2 separate regions of the Canis lupus genome follow, and region 2 is linked to region 1. Evidence: chromatin contacts called from public Hi-C data. All regions are on one chromosome and are shown on one strand. The core of a region is the stretch at or near the end of the contact, and the rest is flanking DNA. Distances in the headings are between cores, read along the strand shown.

Evidence for each region. Hi-C and Micro-C count contacts between places; a contact is called where the count stands out from the background.
Region 2: a contact with region 1 is called in a Hi-C map of liver, with 3 times the contacts expected there. The contact joins the promoter of CTSB here to the enhancer-like site in region 1. A contact is called at or near these places in 4 of 9 Hi-C or Micro-C datasets (amygdala, blood and liver).

Annotation. Positions count from the first base shown.
Region 1 is chr25:26,140,405-26,145,539 of UU_Cfam_GSD_1.0, forward strand. LOC119865841 (a long non-coding RNA gene) reads right to left here. Exons shown (of 3, transcript XR_005378218.1): 2 at 4,797-4,937; 3 at 1,286-1,719. Among named protein-coding and RNA genes, the nearest start is that of DEFB136, 24 kb to the left of the region's middle. Within about 2 kb of position 3,642, at least 1 of the 20 cell types and tissues checked has an H3K27ac peak or open chromatin away from gene starts, as enhancers often do. A contact at or near this core is called in liver, where this site is marked.
Region 2 is chr25:26,188,785-26,193,667 of UU_Cfam_GSD_1.0, forward strand. It overlaps CTSB (cathepsin B), which reads left to right and starts at 3,338. Exons shown (of 10, transcript XM_038573646.1): 1 at 3,338-3,446.

The DNA of each region.
Region 1 (5,135 bases), core at 2,392-4,891:
TCAGATTGCTTAATTGTCTCAACTCTTGGGGTGGCAATCCTGCTTCTTATCATGTCTGATGAATCTCTTTTATGATAGGTTATTTTCCCATTTTGTAATTTATTACTATGAACCTATTTTCAGTGAACATAGGGAACCACATACACTTTGGAAAGAGGATTGTTCCTCCAAACAATATTTTATTGAATTCTGCCAAAAATTCCAGGGGCATCATAAACTTGGGACCAATTTTTTTTATGGTGGTAATATATACATGATAAATTTACCATTTTAAACCACTTTTAAGTGTACAGTTTAGTGGCACTAAGTACATTCAACATTGTTGTGCCACCATCATCACCATCCATCTCCAGAACTGCTTCATCCCAAACAGAAACTCAATAGCCATTAAACACTAACTCTCCACTCTCCTCCCTCAGTCCCTGATAACCACCACTTGTATGAGTTCAACTCTGTCTCCATGAATTTGACTATTCTTGGTACCTCATATAAGTGTAATCATACAACATCTGTCCTTTTGTGATTGGCTTATTTCACTTAGCATAGTATCTTCAAGGTTCATCCATGTTGTACCATGTGTCTGAATTTCATCCCTTGTACATCTAAAACATGTTATATGTCAATTATATCTCAATTGTGAAAATAAATGAAAATAATTGCATTCCTTCTTAAGGCCAAATAATATTCCATTGCATGTATGTGCCCCCATTTTGTTTATTCATTCACCCAGGAATAGATATTTGGGTAGTTTGGGACTAATTCTAAAGTGAATTTGTCAGCTGGAATTTTGGATTCTCCTAGAGGTTTTTCCTACCTAGAGCTGCAGGCAAACAGTCTCCCTCACCAGTGTGAAGGTGGAAGGGGAAGCACTAAGTATGTGGCTTTTCAAGGGCCCTGACTTATGTGGGTATCTCAAATCTAACTTTCCTTCTTTACAGGCCCAGGGCCTCATCATATGTCCCTATGAGAATGTTAAAATCAAGCGTCTACCAAATAGACCCATTTTCAGAATCCACCCCACCCAGACTCCAGAGCCCATAGTATCAGCTCTCACACTAACTATCCTCATTTTCAATTCCCTCTTCATCCCCAAACACCAAGATTGCCCTTTCTTGCTTTGAAGAAGTAGTTTTCTACCTGGGCTCATACAGAATTAAGTGAAATTTTTTTTTAAAAAATCCCAGGACACATCCCAGACCAATCACATTCAAATCTCTGGTAACCAAAAGCAAGTTTATTTAAATAAAAATGCATTATGTAAACAATCATACACAAGGGACCTGGATATGCAAAAACTATGAAAGTAAACCTGAATTGTCAAAATAGGGTGAGACCTGCTCTAGCCCCGCTGCCTTGCTCAGGCAGATTCTGGGTTATGATCCTAACTAGAAAGTAACCTAGTTAATTTCGAGGCCGCAACCTTAATCTGGAAATAATACTGATTGTCCATTTTACCTACCAGTCTCCTACCTGAGATCTTCCTTACAAAGTCTAGATTCATTCTAGATGCCATTGACATCCAGATGTTCCAGGACACATGTCCTTATGGGGAATAGACCATTCTTCAACAAGAGCAAAGAAGTGAGTCTGCCCAATATCACACCAGCAAATGCATATGTCATCTTCATCTTGTCACCTCTTTTGAAGAGTGTCATTGCTCATTAACCCATATGGGAATCTTTGAATGCTGTTCAGCTCCTTACATCAACTCCAGTAAACCTATTAATGATAATAATAATAGCCAGCAAGTATGAATAACTTATGCTATAAATAACTGCTGCCTGATATCAGAGACAAGAACCTGAACTCCAAATTTTACATTCTTATTTTTTATTGTCCTTACATAAATGTAATTATACAACATATAATGAATAGATGATTTATATAACTAATATAGAGGATAATAAATATATATACTATTTAATGATTACTACATAATAAATGTAATCATTGTTACTATTATTTTAAACTATTTTAAACAAAGAGACAGGTGCAGAAAATCAGACTCCAATATTACCACCGCCAAGATTTAACAGGTGTAAATACTTAGTCATATTGGCTTCAGATCTCTTTAAAAGAGAAAAACATTATAGATAGAGCTAAAACCTTTATCATGCGCTCCATCCTACCCTCCCCCAAGGTAACTGCTAAGTGAATTTATATTTATCATTTGCAAGCATATTTTATACTTTTTCTACATGTGTATAAATAAGATATAGAATCACATACATTTAAAATGCATACTAAATCATATTGAAATGAAGGGGTGACTGTTAGCCTGTCCCCATGCAGTATCTGCACATTCCAGTAGATGTCACTAGCGTTCCAGTCAGGGAGGGATATTGGGGTTTGGTTTGTGGTTGTTTTGGTGTTTTGTTTTGTTTTTCTGTTCTAGTGACAGATTTCTTTCTGTGGAAATATTAACTCTCATTTGCAGTTTGTCTACATGCAAGGTCCTAGAGTTTTATTTTTTAAAATTTAAGAGCCATCCTGTAAGCAGTGATGATTCAGATGATTTCTTTCAGTCCTCGCCCTAGAAGGAAGGCTCACAAAAGCAGGGTGGGTACAAAGGCATGAGCAGAGAGGAGGAGATCTGCATTCTAGTCCTAGCTGTACCAACCTCAGAGGCAGCTGTGCCAGCCTCTCTGGGCCTCAGTGCTCCCCTCTGTAGAATACAGGAGTTGGACTCCTTCAGAGACAGCAAAGCATAGCATTATCACATGCTGACTCTGGTCCTTTGATAGTGGTTCTCTGGGGGCTACTCTAGGGCAGAAGAAAAAAAAAAAAAAAAAAAGGTTCCATAATCTACAAGCGATAGAGGGGAACTGGCAGCACGCATGCCTGGTGTTTGCCAACCTAGAGGACAATTTCCAAATGGAAGTCCCTCCTTAGCTTTAAATCTGTCTCCTACTCTCACCACGTGACTGCGTTAGCAGCCCCCAGAGATTGGCAGGCCTGGGGCCATGACCATCATTCTGTCGGGGTGACACACAGATTTCACTTTATTCATTTTCTTTTTAAATGAGTGTGGCTTGTTTTATGTCCCAGGAAGTCTTTTTTTTTTTTTTTTTTTTTTTTTTTTTTGTCCCAGGAAGTCTTAATGGCCACTGGTCACTAAATCATAGGTGGCCAATTCAGGGTCATAGGACACAGAGGTTGAGGAACTTGAGAAATCAGGCCTTGTTTTTCCCTGAAAACATTGGGCAGATTAACCCTGGCCACCCCAGATCCATAGCAGGCCCCTGAATACAAACATCTCCTACTTCCCCACTCACTAAAATTTGCCAACAGATACTGCAAATTTGAAATCGGAAGAAGTCCAGAGAAGGAAGGGCTACCAGTTTGATATTTTTCCAAATTTGATATTGGATGTCTAATGGGAACCCCCCATTTTGTATGTCCGAACAACTCTGGTCTGGAGACTGGGGCACAGACCAAGAGTGTGGGCCATGAGCCCCAGGAGGTCCGGGTTCCCCTGTGGCTGGCTCCAGGGGGCTCCAAGCAGGCTCCCAGGCCACGTGCACCCACTGGCCCCTCCCTGACCTGCCCTCTCTCTGGCCTCAGGGCCCTGGGGGAGGCCCAAAGAGGCCGTGGGAGTTTGGCTACCATTATCCGGCCCTTATCTGAGCCCACTTAGTTCAATGACTAGGAGCCGACCTGAGGGTCACGCCTGTCTCCAGAGAGCCGGTGCTATCTCGGTGACCTGTGGAAACCTTGGCATGAGCTCATGTTTTCTGACGAAAGAGAGGACCCCTGCCATATCACTGCCCTGTGCCCCCACCCCCAGCGTCTGGCATGAGCCCGGTGAAGGCTCCACCATTACTCACTGAAATAGCAACTCTGATAACTGCCCCAGACAGAAATACATTGATGAATTCCCATTCAGAAAAGCACCTCCTCCCTCCGTCCCTCCCTCCCTCCCTCCCTCCCCTCTGCCTTCATGTGGTGCTGCTAGAATGGACACTAGACACACAGGCAGGGCCTGTCTCAGACACAACCTCAAAACTGTCACTATCCTCCCCACTCCCATCACGTAGACATGGTGACACCATAAATCCCTAGAGAACTCTGTGCCCTAGAATTCATGTTAAGACATACTTTCTCTTCATTTCAGGAAAATGCCGTAAAGACAGCAAACTTATTCTACTCTTCTATGTGTTGCAGTATCTGACACCACCTGGCAAACCGTTGGCTGCTCAATATAAATGGGCTCCATTGAACTGGACTGGGTAAGCTTGACAGAACACAGGACTAGGAAGCAGGCACCCCATTGCTAGCCCTGACTCAACTCCCTTGGGTACCTTGGGCAGGTTAATGCTCCCTCTCTGAGCCACATAGAGTTACTTTATACAGTCCTAACCTCTTTGTTCACAGCAGCATTTAGTGCATTTATATTTAATGTAATTGCTGACATATTTAAGTCTACGACTATTATGACTTTTTTCAGTCCTGGTTGCCCTATGTTTGCTTTTCCTTGCTCCTCTTGCCATCACTTAACTTGATTGATTCCATCATGCTTTTTTTCCTCCACTACTCTGGAAGTCATAATCCCTATTTTTATCATAATAACCCCAGAAATCATAACATGCAAAGTTAACTTCTTATCAAAGTCTAAGGCTGAATAAATGTTTATCCCATTCCCAGACAATATAATGACCTACAGCACTTTAATTCCATTTACCCCTCCAGCTTATACACAATTGCTATATAATTCAATTTTTCCAGTTTTTTTTTAAATCCCACTAATTATTATTATTGCTGTTTCATACCATGTAGGGTACAAAATTTAAACTTACCTGTATATTTACTCATTTTCTTTGCTCTCTATTCTTGTATCTCAGTCTTGCCATCTGGGATGGTTTTACTGTCTGCCTGAAGCACATCCCATAAGATTCCTTTACATGGCTACTAATAATGGAAAATTCCTCTGGTTTTATCTGAAAATAACAACATCTATCTGTTTATTTTGCTCTTATTCCTTAAAAAGAAATCACTGATAGAATTCTAGATTAATGGTTATATATTTTTTTCAGCACAATTGAAAATATTTGATGACCTTCTAGATTCCATTATTATTGGTGTGGTCATCCCCCCCCCCCCCCCCAAGCTACTTTTAAGATTCTTTTCTCTGTCTT
Region 2 (4,883 bases), core at 2,088-4,587, 48 kb after region 1:
AAGCAAAGTTCCACCAAGTTAATATGAAGATCTAATTAGCTTTATTAAACAATTTATGAGTTGACTAGCATCGCCCCATCTGGCAAGTAAGGGGAGCTCAGAGGTGTTGTGCATTATGGAGAAAAGGATGGGGCAAAAAGTTATTAGCAAAAGAAACACCGTTCCAGGCAAGGTTACTTTCCCTTAGCCAGAAAGGCAGGGGGTCTTATTAGGTGGGTAATGTGATTTTCCTTGGGGAATGGGGAGGTTAGAAAGGGCCCATTTGACAGATTACCTCATTGGTGCTGACCAGAAATTCTGGATTCATTGGCTTAACATTCCATTCCTGGGAAGACAGATGCTGCAGTTAAGTCTTGGCTTACTATCCTGGGGACAAGTGACTCTGAGTAAGGAAAGGGTTAGGGTCTAGGCAGGGGGAGATGGGAGGCCCCTGACTCCTCTAACTAGGCTCCACAGGGGAGTGGAAATCCCAAATGTGGAAAAATGCTGAGGTGGACAAAACCCAAGATAAGGGAATGAACTAGACCACCTAGCCCTAAATGGGAAGGCTTGGGAAGTTTTTTTTTTTATTTTTTATTTTTTTTGTCAGCTACCTTGTAATCACAGAAAACAACCAGACCTCAAAGAAGAAGTAAGCCATTAAGGATGTTATCAATAGTCCTTGCTCAAACCAAGCCCGCACAAAAAAGTCAAGGCCACAAGCTTCCTGGTCAGTTCTCAATACAAGACTGCCAGTAAAAGCCCAAGTGGCAACCCACACGGCAGGGCCCCTCTCACGCTAGAGAGCTTCTTTTTTTCCTTTCTGCTCCTATCTTCACTTAATACATTTTCACTTCCCTGTGAGATTCATTCTTGGACTCCGTGAGACAAGAACCCTGCAATCACATAACAACTCTACTTTGGGCTTTCTTTTTAACTATAGGCAAAAATCCTGGAGTTTAAGATCCAGTGAGGGCTTCGAGAATAAACAAATTATGTGGTGCCTTCCTTTCTCCATGAAGCATTCCTAGCTAAGGCAGGAAGGGTTACGTTCTACTGAAGTTGTACTTGTTTATTTCTCTGTTATTTCAAAAGTGATAATCTATCTCTACAATGACACCCATTCAAAATTTCATAAAAAAAGAAATCATGTGGGACGCCTGGGTGGCTCAGCGGTTAAGCGTCTGCCTTGGGCTCCAGGTGTGATCTTGGGGTCCTGGGATCAAGTCCTGCATCAGGCTCTCTGCATGGAGCCTGCCTCTCTCTCTCTCTGTCTCTCATGAATAAATAAATAAAATCTTAAAAAAAAAAAAAAAAGAGAGAGAGAGAGAGAGAGATCATGTAAAGTACTCAGCACTCCTGTTACGATGAGGAGAGATTTCCCATGGTCATCCGTGTGTCCTCCCCATTTGGGTTTCCTTTTATAAGCTCCATTACTGGGTTTGAAAATGATTGACACCATGTGGGAGAGGACATGTCAAAACACTGATTTGCAGCCTGAGTCCATGGTTCTCAAGATATGACTGGGTAAGCTTGTAGTGGGGCCATCTTGACTCCTTTCTTTAATTGGGACCAAAGAGGTACATGTGTCTAGACAGCTCTCTGATGCGCCCTGGCAGGCACGGGGACTGTGTGACACCTGGCGGCCAGGTATCTGCAAGATGCAGCAGATAGCAGCCAGTGATGTGGGAGACAAAGACAGAAGGAAATGCAGGAAAAATTAAATGGCCTTATAACCTGCAGCCCATATTGAGATCCGCAGAGTAGAACATTCCTCCAGGAAGCTCCCAGCTGTCTTAACGTCAATGTTTTGCTGTTGGGAAAAATAATCTTAGCCTGACAATAGCAAGGTCCTCCAGGAATCCAAGAGTCTTCTTTAGCGTGATCCTGGAGTCCGGGGATCAAGTCCCACATCAGGCTCCCTGCATGGAGCCTGCTTCTCCCTCAGCCTGTGTCTCTGCCTGTCTCTCTCTCTCATATGAATAAATAAATCTTAAAAAAAAAAAAAAAAGAGTCTTATTTAGCATATGAAAGTCCCTTTTGAACTTCCCTTTTCTTTACTTCACCCAACCCTGGCTAGCTCCCCACAATCCTGGGGCAGCAGCTCTTTGTCCTCACAGGTCATGTCTCCATGCTTTAGTATCACTTTTTTTGCACCAAAGATATCTCAAGAATTCTTGTCTGCTGTCTCCGGACTGAACTACTCAAAAAAACCCAAAAACAAAACAAAAACAAAAAAACTACATCACCAGGGCTTCTGGGAGTCCACCAGGCCTATAGCTTTCTTATTATTACCAAAAGCCACTGGATGAAATACTAGACTTTCCTGAGCCTCTGGAAGAAAAACTGGGATCATGCCAACGTTGCAAAGTTGTCAGAAGGATTCGAAACACGGGGATTCATGGAGATAGTGAGTCTTGAGCCACCCCACCGTCGTCCGTAAGCACTCCCCAAATAAACTCCAAGTAAAATACTGTCCCTTTAGGACAGGCCTATTGGGACCCCTCTTCCAAACGGATTTCTGCCCCTAAGGTCCTTCTCTAGAAATCCTGAAGCAGGTCCTGAAAGTCAGACCCATTTATTATTACATAACTGGAGGCTTTAATAGGCACGTTCTTAGACTATCGTCGCTAAAGGAGCCTCTAAAGGCTCCCCTGGGAGGCCTGCTATCATGATACCCCCAACTCAGTGGTTTCTGAATGGATGAAATGAGGGACAGTCACCCCCTCCTGCAAGCAGGGATCCCGCAGGCTTCGAACCGCTGCTTTCAGGCGGCGGCGGCCCCTGGGACTCTGTCCAGGTTGGATGGAGACCCTTCGGGCCACCTTCATCTCCCCTCGCTCCCCACTGGCCCGAGGCTCCGAGTCCCTCTTCCCCGGGCCAAGCCCACCCCCAGCGGGATCTCCGGGAGCAGAGGCGAGCGCAGGGTCCGTGGGGGCGTGGGTGCCTGGGGTGCGGGCGGAGGGGGTGCGGGGTGCGGGCGGAGGGCAGAGGGAGGGCGGAAGGGAGTGCAGGGGCAGGGCGGAGGGGTGCGGGGGGGGGGGCGGAGGGGGCGGAAGGCGGAGGGGTGCGAGGCGGCGGGGGTGCAGGGCCGGGGCCGGGACGGAGGGATGGGGGTGCGGGGCCGGGACGGAGGGCGGCGGGGGTCCGGGTGCGGGGCGGAGGGGTGCAGGGCGGAGGGGGTGCGGGGCGGAGGCGGCGGGGTGCGGGGGCGGGTGGAGGGGTGCGGAGCCGGGCCGGGCCGGGGCGGGGCGGAGGGCGGAGGGCGGAGGGGGAGCGGGGCGGGCCGGGGCCGGCGGCGGTCACGTGGCGAGTGGGCGGGCGCGCGGGGCGGGGCGGGGCGCGGCGGGGCGGGGCGGGCGGTACTTAGGCGCGGGGCGGCTCCGGGAAGCCAGGGCGGCTGCTCGGCTCGGCGCTGGCGGGCCCGGCTCGCAGGCTGCAGGCCCAGGCTCTCGGCGGCGGGCTCGGTGAGTGCGGGCGGGCGGCCGGGCGCGGCGCCCCCGCGGTGGAGGTGACCTTGGCGGGGAGGCGGGGAGGCGGGGAGGTGGGGAGGCCGGGAGCCCGGGCCCCTGTGCGGCCCCGCGGCATCCCGGGGCGGGCGAGGAGGCGGGGTGGGGGCGGGGGTGGCAGCCCGCGCGCTCCGGAAAGTCATCGCGGTGAGAAAAGCAAGAAGCCCCCAACTCCGGGTGGGCGGCCTGGCCCCGGCCCCGACCCCGGCCCCGACCCCGGCCCCGACCCCGACCCCAGCCCCGACCCCGGCCTCCGCCTCCGCCTCCTCCCGGGGCTGTGTCCGCGGCCAGCCCGGCTCCGGCTCCGGCTCCGGCTCCGGCTCCGGCGTGGGGGCCTGCGTAGTCCTGCCAGGAAGCGCTGGGCTGGGATCCCGGTGACTTTCGGCCAGAATCTAGCTCCCCGGCCCCTGGTGAGCTTCTGGGCCTCAGTTTCCTCAGGAAATTGCCGAGATAATAGTGTCTCCCTACGTCTGTTCTAGGTGTTTTCTTATTTCATAGGGTTTGGGCAATTCTCAGCCCACAACCGAACACACAGTTCCAGGGACCCCAGAGGACAGAGACCAGAAAACGAACCTGGAACTAGGTGGTGTAGGGTGGAGGCCACATGATGAGTTAGATCCACTGATGGGAAGAGAAACTGAGCAGTGCTTAGGAGTCTAGGCATTGGAAGCCCCAGTTCCCCTCCCCGGGAGGCTGGGGTGGAAGGGGAAGATGCCACTCCTTACTTCTTGACTGAGCCTTACATAGGCCCGGGTTGTTTGGGAGAGGGGAAAGCAGGGCAGAGACCCTGAGGCCTCAGCTCTTCCTTTAGTTAATGACCCCGGAGGTCTGCGAAAGGGAGCAGCATATGGGGAGCATTTAGGGGTAACAGTCTGGCGGGCTCAGCAGGCCATCCAATTAGATGTGAAATGGATTTGCCCCTTTGTGGGCCTAGGTCATTCTCTTCCTCAGGCACCTGGACCCCCGCCGCCGGCATCCCTCCGCCAGTCCTTCACACCCGGTGGGAGGGGGAGCTGGAGGGGTTCAAATGGACAGCTAGCATCTTTAGTTACCTTAGAAAAAACTGATCCTCAGTGCATCCACCGGACAGAAATGCAGCTGGGATGCATTTATCTAGTTGACTCTATAGTTTGAGAATGATAGGAAAGTGAAGAGGCTTAGGAGGCTGTCTGGTTTGGTAGGGGCTGCTTTTCTTCCATAACATCCTTAAATAATGGAGAATTGTTTTGTTTTGTTGTAAAGTAGGCTCTGTGCCCAACGTGGGGTTTGAACTCAGGATCCTGAGATCAAGAGTCACATGCTTTACTGACTGAGCCAGCCAGGCGCCCTGAGACTTATTTCCTGTTGGCACTGGTGATAGTGACCTAGAGCCCTTGAGCTTTATATAGGAAGGGG